2 separate regions of the Xenopus laevis genome follow, and region 1 is linked to region 2. A link is a contact called in public Hi-C data. All regions are on one chromosome and are shown on one strand. Each heading gives the region's core, a stretch centred on a gene start, on an enhancer-like site or on the middle of the called end of the contact. The rest is flanking DNA. Distances are from core to core; before and after follow the strand shown. Region 1 holds the start of znf703.S (zinc finger protein 703 S homeolog). Region 2 has its middle 540 kb from the start of znf703.S.

What was found. A called contact is a pair of places that touch in the nucleus more often than the background predicts.
Region 1: a contact with region 2 is called in a Hi-C map of the XTC cell line, with 5 times the contacts expected there. The contact joins the promoter of znf703.S here to the enhancer-like site in region 2. A contact is called at or near these places in 2 of 4 Hi-C or Micro-C datasets (the XL177 cell line and the XTC cell line).

The regions. Positions count from the first base shown.
Region 1 is chr3S:34,766,915-34,770,165 of Xenopus_laevis_v10.1, reverse strand. It overlaps znf703.S (zinc finger protein 703 S homeolog), which reads right to left and starts at 1,777. Exons shown (of 2, transcript NM_001090979.1): 1 at 1,516-1,777. The coding sequence starts at 1,731.
Region 2 is chr3S:34,229,022-34,232,268 of Xenopus_laevis_v10.1, reverse strand. No RefSeq gene overlaps it. Among protein-coding and RNA genes, the nearest start is that of znf703.S, 540 kb to the left of the region's middle. Within about 2 kb of position 1,843, at least 1 of the 7 cell types and tissues checked has an H3K27ac peak or open chromatin away from gene starts, as enhancers often do.

The sequences.
Region 1 (3,251 bases), core at 528-3,027, 540 kb before region 2:
GAACGGCGGGTGGGGGTGCAGGGGGACAGCAGGAAATGCTCGGGTGACCCATTTTAAAAGCAAAAAGGCATTAAAATTGTGCTCAGCTAGAATTCTCCGATGCAATGTCATCACATCTAATTGCCCAGGGAGTCATTCGATTAAAATAATAAATAAAATCGCACAAGCCGGGGAGCGGAGGCTCCTTAAGAAAAAAAAAAAGTCTCAGGCTTTTATCTGCCTATAAAATCCGCACTATAAAACTTCAGAGTGATCCTTTAAAACAAGCAGAGATATTGATCTTTTTTCTCCGTTACAACCCTGTAACATCAGACGGTATGAGAGGCAACAGTAAATCTCACGGGAAAAGACGTCAGGACCGGAGAGATAGGGAATGGGTGCACCGAGGATAGTCTAACTGTGGCCCTCAGGCTCTTGCTTAACTACAACTCACTGCGGCTACTGGGGATGTAGGAGAGCCAACAATAAATGTCATGGAAAAAAAGACAGGACCGGAGAGATAGGGAATGGGTGCACCGAGGATAGATGAACTGTGGCCCTCTGGTTCTTGCTTGACTACAACTCACTGCTGCTACTGGGGTTGTACAAGAGCCAACAATAAATCTCACGGAAAACAACGACAGGACTGGAAAGAAAGGGAATGGGTGCATTAAGAAAAGTCAAATTGCGGCCCTCTGGCTCTTGCTAAACTACAACTCACTATTGCTACTGGGGTTGTATAAGAGCCAACAATAAATCTTGCGGAAAACGACGACAGGACTGGAGAGAAAGGAAATGGGTCCAACGAGGATAGATGAACTGTGGCCCTCTGGCTCTTGCTAAACTATAACTCACTGCTGCTACTGGGGTTGTATGATAGTCAACAATAAAATATCATGGAAAAAAACAACAGGGGATGGGTGCACCGAAAATTGCCAAACTGTGGCCCTCTGGCTCTTGCTAAACTACAACTCCCTGCTGCTACTGGGGCTGCTGAAAGGTGCAGATCCACAACAGCCGATGAACCGAAAACCTAGTTCAAGGGACAACTGTAACTGTGGACACAACATGTAAAGCATTCGATAAAACGCCTCGTATTTCCAAGGGGGCAAACAGTATGGCAGTACCTACACCTCCAACAAGACTTTCATTTCCAGTACAAAAAAAACAAAAAGAACTGAGCCTTTAAAGGAGCTCCTATAGAACCTTGTGATTGGAAAAATAAATAAAAGTAGGGATAGAGGTGAGAGCCAGCAAATGATATCAGAGATAATAAACAGGGTGGGAATGATTAATAAATACTGTACAAGTTTGTGAGATGAAAGAAGGGGAATAGGGAGCAGAAGAATCGCTCTGGTTTCCCAAGGCGTCTCCGACCCCCTCCCTTGTCTCCAAGCTCAGTGTCAGGGATCAGACACTTTTCTAGGGACACGTCTCTCCGGTTTACATCCACATCCACGCGAGAATGAATCCCCTGCACACCCACGCGAGATGCCCCAGCGCAATGTGACGGGGGCAATAAAGAGCTGCTCTTACCTCTATGGGGCTGATGGGGGTGGAGGAGAGGGGCTGCAGGTACTCCGGGTGCAGCAAGTGTCCTGTGTGCGCCGTCAGCATTTTGATCAGCCGGATGGGCAGTCGGTTTGCCTGGCGCAGGGGGTGAGTGGGTGCGAGAGTGGCGCAGGGGGTCGCCGGGGTGCCGCTTCTCTGTCGCTCTGTGTCTGTGCAAGATCCAGGGGGAGAACAGTTCATTTGGAGGAGGGATCGACCAGGGCGCGGAGATTCCCCTTATGCTCCCTTCCCTCCAGCTGCCTGCAAAGCTCTGCCCGCTACACCCTCGCCCAGTCCGCGATAACACCAGCTTCAAAGGCTTTGGCGCGGCCAACCAATCGCACGCCGGGGGCGGAGAAAAGGGGGCGTGGTCGAGCGAGCCAATTTAACCAGTTCATGGCAGGGACGGATCACATGATGAGGGCTGACATACGGCAGCAGTAGGGGTGCGGGTACGAGTTTTTTTTTTATTCATTCGTAGCTTCAACGTTGAATTGCGGCTATTGAGCTACTATAAGTCCCAGCATTCATGCACGGACTGTCACACGCAGCGGGAGGCGAAAACACTAAGAGAGCTCCCTGTGTGATTTCTGCTCAGTTGGTCGCACCCTCAGATTCCTATGTTTAGCCTCTGTTGCGCAGATACCCGCCGCATTACACATATATACATATATACAGATACAATACACGCAAGTTCTTTCCTCAGTAACGTACACGCTGTACAGAAGGGTCGCTGCGTGCGTGCGTGCGTGCGTATAGGAGCTGTGGCCGCTAGGGGGCGTTGCCTGCGCTGCACAAAGAAAAGCCGCTGTGCTGAGCGTTGTACAAGCGCTGACAGGGATCACATGGGCGTCGGTACTTGTGTCACTGTAGGACAGCAGCACTTTACGCTTCAATATCCAGCGAGCATCGTGCTCATGTCACCCTACTGCTCACTGCTTCGGCTTATGGTATTCGTAGGACAGGGTAGAGAGAGACATTGAACGGAATTACACGGGGCCCTTTTGGCACCCACCCTACACGTCCCTATTCCCCCCCCACACACACACTTACATAAACACCACGGAAGGGAAGAGAACAGAACTGTTAGTTCATTAGATATGAGTCATAAAAATATTTCTGAAGTTGTATTACCCCTTTACACACAATGGTTGCGCCCTAGGTAGGTACCCCTTAAAGGAGAATTCAACCCAAACGTTAAAGAACCCCCTTACCCTACATAGACCCCCAAGCCCAAGTGTTACCCCCGGGCAAATGCCACTGACGTTTCCAGTGTCGGACTGGCCCACCGGGATACCAGGAAAAGTCCAGGTGTCAGTGGCCCTCATTCTGCTAAACATTTGGCCTATTTCATGGCCATTCCCTATTCTAGGAGAACTAAGTGGCTTAATAGATGGATTAACTAGAGATGCACCAAATCCAGGATTCGGTTTGGCCGAATCGGAGTCCTAATTTACATATTCAAATTAGGGGCGGGAGGGAAATCGTGTGACTTTGTCACAAAACAAGGAAGTAAAAAATGTTTTCCCCTTCCCACCTCTAATTTGGATATCCAAATTAGGATTTGGTTCGGTATTCGGCCAAATCCTTCGTGAAGGGGGTTCGGCCGAATCCAAAATAGTGGATTCGGTGCATCCCTAGGATTAACAGATAATAGCATTATAGTATGTAAAGAAAATAAACTAGGAGAATAGAGGTTGCAGGCCCGGATTTACAAACGG
Region 2 (3,247 bases), core at 594-3,093:
TTCTTTAGCTTTTTATTCAGCAGCTCTTCAGTTTGCAATTTCAGCAATCTGGTTGCTAGTGTGCAACCATGCACCAATTAGAATAAGAGACTGGAATATAAATAGGAGAGGCCTGAATAGAAAGATGAGTAAGTTGCAATAAGAATACATTTGTAGCCTTACATAGTTTTTATTTTGTAGATGGAGTCAGTGACCCCCATTTGAAAGCTGAAAGGAGTCAGAAGAAGTATGGCAAATCAGTTAAAAATTTAATTCTAAAAAAGAAAAAAAATGAAGGACAATTGAAAAGTTGGTTAGACTTTAGACTTTAGCCATTCTATAACATACTAAAAGTTAACTTAAAGTTTAACCACCCTTTTAAGCACCCAATCTGCTCCAATTGTACTATCCCATTATCTGTATTATACAGAAATGTAACTAGAGGGGGGCGGGCCCTGGTGCGGGACGCGCAGCCGGGCCCCCCCACCCCCATCCGTACACCCGGAACCGGCGGAATTAGTGACACGCGTGCTGCCGGGGGGGCCCTGTGGAGGTGCGGGTCCTGGCCCAATCGCACCCCCTGCTCCCCCCTGCACCCCCGGTAGTTACGCCACTGGTATTATATTTCCTTGACTTGTCCATTGCATCTTAGTGTTGCCCCTTTTGTTGGCACTTCACCTCCTTTACATCATGGACCACCCCTTTTATATGTTTAAAGGGGAACTGTTGCAATTTATTTTTTATATAAGTGTCCTCATACTGAAGTAAGTAACTTTCTAAATACAATCAATTCAAAATTCTACATTGTTCCAGTAATAAGCAAGTTTATATTCACTATCTCTCTCTCAGCATCTGTTTTTCTTCATTCTGTTTTCATGCAGCAGTTGGGTGTCAGATGAATGATTCAATATATCTTATAGGGGGCTCCCTTTCCTAGCAGATGTATTAGAGCTCACTTAAATAACTGATTCCAGAAGAAAGAAAATAAAACAAAGTAACTGCCTTTTGCACAAATTCTGCATGTAGAGAGACAGGATTTCTGGTTATTTTAATAAAGTGAGCTCTTATATATCTTCTAGGCAAAAGGAGCCCCCCTAAAAGATATATTGGATCATTCATCTGACACCCAACTGCTGCATGAAGACAGACTGAGGAGAAACAGATGCTGAGAGCGGAATAGTGAAGATAAACTTGATTATTTCAGAAACGTTACAGAATTTTTAATTGATTTTAATTGATCTTATTTCAGTATGCTGAAGCTGATATAAAATGTTAATTTGTACGATAGTTCCCCTTTAAAAAGACAGCAACCCTTGGCCCAAGTCAGGGCAGGCAGAATTCAAGTAGGTCAGTGACAGTTTTGTAGAACTTTTTGGCAGAACATTATCTCCATTAATGAACATGCTCCTAAATGTCTACATGTCGATCTAGACAGAATATTTAAGTAGAAAAGTGTCTGAAATATATATATATATATATATATATATATATATATATATATATATATATATATATATTCTTAACTTCATGAAATGTTACTGAGCCCTATTTATAAAGGTGTGAAAGGCAATTTACATCTGGATCTAAGAATATAGGGGTAACATAAGCAGTAATGTTTGGACAAAACACACAGGCTATTAGCCATGTTTGCTCTGAAACAAATATTTTGTTGTACTCACGATTCCGAAGATATTATAACACCTCTTGTGTAATCCATCAACTGTAATGAGGGGTTATTAGCCAACGGTGACAGTGGGATTTGCTTTCTTTCCATTTTTACGGCTAGTAGAGTTATATGACCCCTGCCTTTGATCAGTAATCTATTCCTGCTGGTTTGTAGGACTCAGCTGTGTATCAAAGCTGTTTGACTAATGTTTACATCACTGTACGGCTTAGAGCCATTAACAGGAACAATCAGCAGAGGGATGGAAACAGCTCTGCGTCGGCTTTTTTAAACATGTCATTTTAGGGAAATTAAAGATTTATACTAATGGAAAAGCACTAACCGCTAGTTAGAAGAAATGTAGAGAAATGGATTTCTCTGTAGCTGTATGGAGTCAAAAACAATATATACACACAATATATGTATATACGCATCTGCACTCACCTTAACAGGGATAGTACAATTGTCATACAGCTTAAAGGGAATATCAACCCTAATGAAAGAAAACATAATTCTAAGCAACTTTGCAATATACATTCACTACAAATTTTCTATGGTTTTTAAAGTTATTTGTATATGTGTTGCTATTTAAAGCAGGGCATCGCCAGCTAGGTTTCCTTTAAGAGCCAGCTGGTGCCTTTAAGAGCCGAATTTCCATTTTTTAAACCGGAAATTCGGCTTTACTACAGCGAGAGAGCGCAATTGCACTCTCCGCACTAGCGTTGCTGCTTCCCCCCGGAAATGTATTCTGGCTGGGGGGGGCATTACTGGAACTACCTCAGGCGGCAATATACACAGGAACGGCGCTGATTGAAAGCAGTGTTTGTCCCTTTCTATTCTCTGTCCTGGTGGCTCAGATTGTTGAAACAATGTAAGGCAAGGCAGCTGATTAACAGACCTGTCTTTGCTGGGGAATGAAGACATTTGCAACAAATAACACATAGCTTTAAAAGCACTGAACATTTGTAATAAATATATATTGAAAAGTTTCTTAGAATTATGTTTTCTTTATTGAGGCAAACTTTTATTTTGGGGTTGACTTGCCTTTTATTTACCCTCCCCCCAAGGCAATCAGAGACAGGTGTCAGGTAAAACCAATGACTATTATTATCTACAGCAAAGTCCCTTTGGGGTCATATTTCTTCTGCAGTTTGATTTTTTGCCTGCAAGGATACACTCACAATCTACAGTCATAGGCCACTCCATTGTATCCTCAGTTCATTTACTTGGATATCCTCTTGACCATCATATACTGTATAAGGCACTTTCCCTCTTTTGTGGATGCCCATAAAGCACATTGAGCAAATATTCTGGGGGATGACTTTAATGCAATAATGTATTCCCATCAGTTACCTTTGTATAGATGAATGTCTCAAGGTTCTCTTAATTTTCACATTGCATTATGTCTAAATGATATATAATAGATGGTGGTGAGTTCGGTTCACATTGTGACGTCAGAATACTGGCGCGTAACATCATCACATTGCAATTTGCTGCCAAATTGTAAATAAAAGGATGCCAGAGACCTGGGTTCAATGCCCGAATATAGGTTCTATATTGCTCTATTATTCCTAACTGACTGATTCCTGGATTTTGATCTTCTTG